Linked DNA regions of Mus musculus: region 1 is linked to region 2. The links are chromatin contacts, called in public Hi-C maps. All regions are on one chromosome and are shown on one strand. The core of a region is the stretch at or near the end of the contact, and the rest is flanking DNA. Distances in the headings are between cores, read along the strand shown. Region 1 overlaps Dclk2 (doublecortin-like kinase 2). Region 2 overlaps Dclk2 (doublecortin-like kinase 2).

Evidence for each region. A called contact is a pair of places that touch in the nucleus more often than the background predicts.
Region 1: a contact with region 2 is called in a Hi-C map of the C10 cell line, with 2.1 times the contacts expected there. The contact joins two enhancer-like sites. A contact is called at or near these places in 3 of 39 promoter capture datasets (the 3T3-L1 cell line, hematopoietic stem and progenitor cells and maxillary cranial neural crest), 1 of 15 datasets of contacts at CTCF or cohesin (large pre-B cells), 6 of 484 Hi-C or Micro-C datasets (the C10 cell line, embryonic stem cells, induced pluripotent stem cells and 2 more) and 1 of 115 datasets of contacts at active chromatin or transcription factors (embryonic stem cells).

What each region holds. Positions count from the first base shown.
Region 1 is chr3:86,892,671-86,896,821 of GRCm38.p6, forward strand. All of the region lies in intron 2 of Dclk2 (doublecortin-like kinase 2), which reads right to left. Among named protein-coding and RNA genes, the nearest start is that of Dclk2, 26 kb to the right of the region's middle. Within about 2 kb of position 2,006, at least 35 of the 459 cell types and tissues checked have an H3K27ac peak or open chromatin away from gene starts, as enhancers often do.
Region 2 is chr3:86,816,058-86,819,721 of GRCm38.p6, forward strand. Dclk2 (doublecortin-like kinase 2) reads right to left here. Exons shown (of 16, transcript NM_027539.5): 6 at 301-376. Among named protein-coding and RNA genes, the nearest start is that of Gm46810, 13 kb to the right of the region's middle. Within about 2 kb of position 2,339, at least 20 of the 459 cell types and tissues checked have an H3K27ac peak or open chromatin away from gene starts, as enhancers often do.

The sequences.
Region 1 (4,151 bases), core at 756-3,255, 76 kb after region 2:
GCCACTGTAGCAGTGATGCAGACTTAGTTTTGTGTGCCATGAGTCTAACTATGAACCTAACTAACAAGTTTCCTTACCTAATGAAGAAGTAAAAACCACTCAGGCCTGGTGAATGTTAAGCAAGTACTCTACCATGAAGCCAAACACGCATTCTATCCTCATATAGCTTTAAATATGTCAAAGAGGCACACCATCCAACTTAAAAATCTGGTCAAGTATGGCGGCACACACACAATCCTAGCATTTGTATGTCTATGGCAGGAGGTTCATGGGTTCAAGGCCAGCTTGTGTACATAGACAGAATGTGTTTCAAAAAAAATGTTGCTTACATAAGAGACATTTTGAACCACAAAATAAGTGACAGTAAAGGAATTAAACCTACAGACTAAAGACTCCTAACAAGAAAGAGGAAAGCTGGGCTGGTGAGATGGCTCAGTGGGTAAGAGCACCCGACTGCTCTTCCGAAGGTCCAGAGTTCAAATCCCAGCAACCACATGATGGCTCACAACCATCCGTAACGAGATCTGACTCCCTCTTCTGGAGTGTCTGAAGACAGCTACAATGTACTTCCATATAATAAATAAATAAATCTTAAAAAAAAAAAAAGAAAGAGGAAAGCTTTCCTCAGGAACAGAATTCTGCTACTGACCCCTGAAAGGACAGTGGGATCAGAAAAGCTATTCAGCAAATATTATAATAGTAGTTGCTGGAGTCAATGATAATCAGCAGGCACTAACATTAATAGATCAAAATGTGAAAAACAAAAATATGTGCACATTCTTCTTCTTTTATTTATTTATTTAAAGATTTTATTTAAGTATATGAGTGCACCGTCATGTCTTCAGAGACACCAGAAGAGGGCATCATAACCCATTACAGATGGTTGTGAGCCACCATGTGGTTGGTAGGAATTGAACTCAGGACCTCTGGAAGAGCAGCCAGTGCTCTTAACCGCTGAGCCCTCTCTCCAGCCTATATGTGCACATTCTTAAGAAATATCCCTACAACTTATTAATTTATGCTTAAAATGTCAAAATTTATAGTGAAAAGCAACCTGCAATCAAGCGGCCAACCAGTAATGAGATTTATCCAGTGTGTCTGACTAAAGGCACTCAGAGGACGCAGCATGACTTCTGTAGTATTCTTACCAAAAACACAACCAAGATATCACTGTGAGAAAATACCACAAAGTTCTAAATCAAGAGGAACTATGCAAGATAACTAGCCAGAGCTCTCCCAAGCAACAAGACCACAAAAAGCCAAGGATGTGTCACTGTCAGAGGTGGAAAGGGTGACCATGAGCAAATGCATATGTGCTTCTGGATCAAGTGTGAGATGGGCAAGACACTGAGGAGGCACACTTGCCTGTGTAAGGTCTACACATGAACTAATGGTGTGTCTGTCAACCACACTTAGACAACTGCCTGTGTTCAAGAAGCGATAACGTTAGAGGAAGCAGGATGGAGATGATACAGAAAGCCTGGAGAGATGGCTCAGCAGTGAAGAGCACTGGCTGCTCTTTCAGAGGACCAGGGCTCAATTCTCAGCATCCACAAGGTAGCTCACACCTATCTAACTCCAGTTCCAGGAAATGCAACGCCCTCTTCTTGCTTTCTTGGCACCAGGCACCAGGCACCAGGCACCAGGCACCAGGCACCAGGCACCAGGCACCAGGCACCAGGCACAGTGCACAGACATATATAGGCAGACAAAACCCTCATGTATACAAATAATTTAAAATTTATTTTTTAAAAAAGTATATGGAATCATTATACAATTTTAAGACTAATTTCAAAGTTAAAAGTTAAGACATAAAAAATGTAGAGGCCTAAAATGAAGAAAGATCAAATACACATATTCCATAACCTGAACTACTCCCTGCAAACTAAACCTACTTTAAATGCTACAACTCCACTGTGTGGAATGACTGTAAGGAGCACTCTACTGCCTCTGTGAAGAACTTGTGGTAACTCCATGAAGAACTTCCTCTTCTGCCCAGCTTGCATCACTGTGGCCAAATATAGACTTGCTTGTCCTACACGTAATTGGCTTTTACGGCTATCTGTTCTGCTACAATGACAGTGCCTCAAAAGCAGAGAACTTCTCTTGCACCTGTTCCTCAAGCAACTAAGACAATGCCTAACAATAAAAAACAAAACCTCAATGACTGAACAAATTAATTCTACCTTAGCCCAAAAACATGTCACAAACTTAATAAAAATCCCTTCTTAGAAAGACAACTGGCCAGTTTCAAATAAAGTTTGAAGGTGAGTTGGCTCTTTGTGAGTCCACTCTCATAATTCAGTTCTGGTGAGGAGACTACCCAGGATTCTGGTGATACTGAATGTAATTTATTACATAAACATAATAAGAAAACTTACCAGAAAGTCATCCACAATCCTAGGACCAGAACATACTGTTTTGGCATTTATTATTTATTGCATTTGTCTACATATATAACAAAGTTTAGATAGTTATAAATGTAGGGTAGATCCCAATGTTGAAGTCTGCTCTCCCTTTATGAGATTCATAATAGTAAGTACATCCTCAGAATTTTTATATTCTACACGACAGTCACTGAACACCCTTCATGGGGTCTGTCTTAGTTACTGTTCTAGTGCTGAGAAGACATCATGACCAAGGCAACTAATAACAAGCATTTAACTTGAGGACTCACAGCACCAGAGGGTTAGAATCCACGACCGTCTTGGTGGGGGTCACGGCAGCAGACACAGAGCGTGGCACTGGAGCAGTAGTTGAGAGCTTAGATGTTGAGATAACACGAGGCAGAGAGAGGCCTAGCTGGGAATGTGGGTTTCAGAACCCCAAAGCCCACCCCTAGAACACACCTCCTCCCAAAGCCACACCTCCTACCTTCCCAAATAGTTCCACCAAATGGGGACCAAGTATTCAAATGTATGAATATATGGGGGTCATTTATATTCAAACTGCCACAGGGTCAAGCTTCATTTTCTGAGAGTTACCATAAATTTTGGAAATGTTGGTAAGTTATTCAGGACAAAGTAAATAAACTGTGCTATAAGGCAGAGTCTGGAAAAGAATTAGGAATGCTTATAACGTGGTAAAAGACATCATCCTTTGAATATCAGAAACTAGCTTTGAAAGCAAAGAAGTCTGGAGCTACACTGCTATATCAAAGATGGTCACCTCAAGTCCAAGTCACAAAGCTCTTTGGGGGCTGGAAAGATAACCCAGCAGGTAAAACCCTTGCCACACAGGAAGGAAGCTTAGAACCTGGGTGCCCAGAAGCCACACAAAAAAGTCAAGTAGTTACAGTGGCCTGTCTGCAATCCCAGGAAGCAGTCAGGGAGGGAGTCTCTGGGGGCAAAGCTGGCCAGCCACACCAGCCAAAAGGCAAGAACCAGGTTCAGTGACCCTCCCCCACCTCAGTCCTTAATGTGGAGAGCAACTAAGGAAGACGCCCAACACGAACCCCAGGCCTCCACACATATGAATGCCTGTGACCACATACATGTGAACATTCATAACCATATTTACACCCCACCCCTCCACACACACTCCTAAAGTTTTTCTTTTAATATGTTTTGTAACACTCTTCAGGGAAGGGTATGACCACACACCAACTGCAGGATGATCTTGAAAAATAAGCATGGGTTAAAAGCCTGGCACTCAAGATCAGCATCTTATTAACTTCACTATCATTAACATTTTTTAATGGATGGCACTTCTCACAAACTCTGTCCTATAACATAGGGAAGAAATATATTAAATCAAATTATTTTTATATTTTCCGGGCTCCAAACCATTTAGTTAGCTCCTTAGGGCACAAATTATACTGGCCGCATTTCCTGATTCCTAGAAGGTTGAGAGGTTATTTCAACATTGATTGATACTACCAAGGAGGAATGCAAGAAAAATAAATCATATTCAGCTTCTAAAACTCTTAAGATATTTATCCTTGGCCATATATAAAATATGGACCACAATACTAAGTGAAGAAGCACACAGGATGTTAAAATTTGGATCAATTTACCTAAGTGGACTTGAATGTTTTCACTTAAACATTGTTTTATGTAAAAAGAAGACCTTTTTAATTCACATTTTCAAAGGGTTGTTGAAGTCACTCTGCCCTTGGCTGGCAAGTTCACAGTCTTAAGGCCTTGATACCT
Region 2 (3,664 bases), core at 1,089-3,588:
CGAAAGAAAGGCAGGCAGGACTAACATCTGAAACACAGGCAGGACTAACATCTGAAACACAGGCAGGACTAACATCTGAAACACAGGCAGGACTAACATCTGAAACACAAGATGTATGGCAGAGACACTGCATACCCTGAAGTGACTCCACTCTCAACACCCCCCTAAAGCTAACTCAACTAGCAGGTGACATGGTCACATCCCTATTTAGGAAGAATGTGGCATGTGTGGGATTCTGATGGCCCACAAGCTTGGGTAGGTGGTTTGCTCTATAGAAGTAATAACCAGACGGAGAAGTACCTTCAGGGCTCAGGCAACGGTCAAGTTCAGGCCCACCGTTTACGTTGGAAGAAGATCTGCCCTGAGCAGAAATCTGCTAAGAGAAGAAAATAACCATTACTTATTAGGATGCATTTATAAATCATCAGCTCCCTAGACAGCATTCACATAATGTCAAATGACTGATACAGGAAAGGATATACAATTTTTCTTATCCTTTTTCCATTTATACAACATAACACATTAATGAATTTATTTCACAGATACAGTCTCCAACCCAGATTTAACATCACAAAAATTGACACTCTACTTTTTAACAGCTGTGTTAGTTTTGGTTTTAATAAAATAAAGCATACTTTACGAAATCACAGCTAAACAGGTACCAAGATTAGGGCAAATGCTGTCTCGGGACCACCAAGGAGTCTAATAGTTCTAGATTAAATCCCCGGCTCCTAGACCCATACTTTCACTCCCAAACAACAAAGCAAAACTGGTGAACAATCAAATTCTCAGTGTTCAATGTTTTTATGTCTTGTCATATTTTATGTCTTGGCACTGAAACTGAAAGTCACTGTACAAAAAAAAAAAAAAAAAAAAAAAAACCAATCTAAAAGTTGTAATGTCTAAGAGCAAACTCAGAGAGGAGATTAAAAGGAGGCTTTTTAGAAAATGTAATTAATTTCTTACGGCTACCATCCTGGTCAGATCCTCTTCCAGCTTCACCTGGCCTCTCCCACTTTACAAACTACTACTAAGTGATCAGAGAAACTCAAGGGATCAAAAAATGCCTGTGGGTCTTTCTTACCAACAACATCAGCCCCAATCTTCAGCCAGGCATCCAGGCCATGGTGTGTCTCCACCTCATAGCCAGTGTATTTCTCATCACTTTTTCTTGTGAGTTTTATACGTACATCACTCAGACCAATTTCTGTACTTGTTATTGACTTAAACTCCCTCAGTCTAAATTTCTTCTCTGAAAAGGCAAAGCAGCTTGAAATCTTGAGATCCGACATTAGTTCAACCCTGTTAGACAACTGAGCAATCTGGCTGGCTCCCGTGACCACTAACCAACCTCCGTCATTACTCCTTTCCCTCCAGGTGCCTAGCACGGAGCTCACAATTTCTGAATGTGTTAAATCTTTCACTGCGAGTTAATTCCTCTTCTAATACACTCCTTCATCGAAAAATTGCCAAAGAAATGAGAGATCCAATGTAAGCTAATATCAGTCCCGTTCTTTGTGATAGCATTCTTGCTGTGTGGCCCAAGTTCATCTTGAACGCATGAGCACCACCCACCCCCACCAAGACTCCTGAATGCTGGGATTACAAATTTGTACCACCATTCCTAGCAGCCTAACTATTAAAGGACTAAACAATGAGAAGAATGAAATTTTCCTGCAAAGTTAAGTCTCAAAGATTAATAAAAGGAGCCCTGGTGATTACTCCCAGGACTCTGAACAAACAGACCAGGGGGCTAAGTCACCAAATTCTAGTAACAATGGCTGGACTCTGTTCACAGATCTAAATCTCATTGCCTAGAAGGAGACAGCCTCTAACTGGCTGGGTCAGACGTGGTACATTCTCTGCCTCCAGCACCCAGAACTCCTAACATCCAGAGATGTTAGGACCAGTCTTGGTCCTGTGGCCCACTTTCTACTTGGCCAGCTTTCCTGAAGCAGTTAACATTGTTCTAAGCCCCTCTCTTGGTCTGGATGTCCTGACTGACTCCAGGGCTCTCTAAGAAGCTCCCTACGGAGCAAGCGCAATGGCTGGAACAGGCCCATTTACCTACATGGCACCTGCAAGCACTTCAGAGTGTTTACCCACCGAGTTCCTGTGGACCCTTCTAAACTCCCCCAGTGTTTATTCTGAGTAAAGCCCCTTTCTTCCCGATCCCCACTCCTTGTGCAGCCGAATAATTATAAACCCGCTTTGTACTGGGATTCCAGGGGGACAAAAGGCATGGAAAGAAATCAGGAAAAGACCAGGTGTTGGACGCCGGCTCTCTAATAAAAAAGTGCCAAATTGGGGAAGCCATGAGTGTAGAAGGCGGAACACCCTGTGGAGGGTGAGGGCACAGAGCCAGGTTAGGTCCATGTGCGTCCAACAGACGCTTCAGTGATCAGCAGGAGCTGCGGCTTTTTAAGCAAATAACGACAGAACCCATTTTTCAACTCTCAAATTGACTTTTTTTTTTAAGTGCCAAAGCTTTTCAAAAATCCCTGCATTGACTTAACAGGAGTGACATATCCAATATATTCCTCTACTTGAAAATAAGGCTTTCACTTTTAAAAAGCATGGAAAATACTACTAGAGGGGATAATTTTTCTGTATCACAGATGAACTGAGGCCAAGACATAATGAGGAATAAACATAATAACATAAATCTCCCTCTCTTTCCTCACTGTGTAGTCAAAGCCACAGCGACCACTGGTGCTGTTTAAAAGGAAGGGAAACATACAAAGGCGAAGAAGAGACACGCTGGTAGTTCTGTGAGACACCTGAGAACAGTTAGGACACTCCTCAAAGCCTGCCCATTCCAGGTCAGAGCCCAAGGCCTGAAGTAAATGCTGAAAGGCAGAAGAGGGGGGTCACATTGCCCTAGATTACCCAAGGCTATACCTTTTAATCTCCCAGTTTATGATCTTATTCACTTGACTTCCCTACCATGAAGCTTGGCTCTCCAGGGCCATGAAAAGCTGGCTTTTCATCATGTTCCCCAGAGAGACTGCTGGTGGACAGGAAACACTACTGTTAAATAGAAGGCATAATATTCCCTGTGGCCTGTAGACATGCAGACCAAGAGTGGTAACGCATGGGGAGCCACAGTGACGATAGTATTCTGTTACTTCCTTTGCAGATATTCTGGGCATCATCCCACTGGCAAGAGAATTACCCACTTACTCACATCCTTTTACATTTGTAGCTGGTTAATGGTGATGAATGGAATCCACTGTGTATGTAAATAGGACACAAGCCAGTGGCTACCTTGCAGGCTTTGTGGATTTGCTGACAGAGCCCCTCCAATCCTTAGTACCACATCTCTGTAGGAGGAATGAGTCAGCAGACCCTGACTAGGGGCCCATAATGGTCCTAGCATGTTCAACAGCTCCATCTACATTTTACAACCTTAAGATCTAGCACATGGAGTCAAATGATGACAGAGCACATGACCTGGACAGCCAATCAGATGGTGCCAGCAACAAGGGGGAGCCGTCATGGACCAATGGGGCAGGGGTGGAGTGTATAAAGACACTCCCCAATCCTGCAATAAACCAGTCTGCTTCTGCTTCACACCTGACTCCCGAGGTCCATGTCGTTGAATCCGTGCCTTCTAACTCCTCCGTACCCCAAGGACTATCCCAAGGGGCTACGGGCAAGGGCA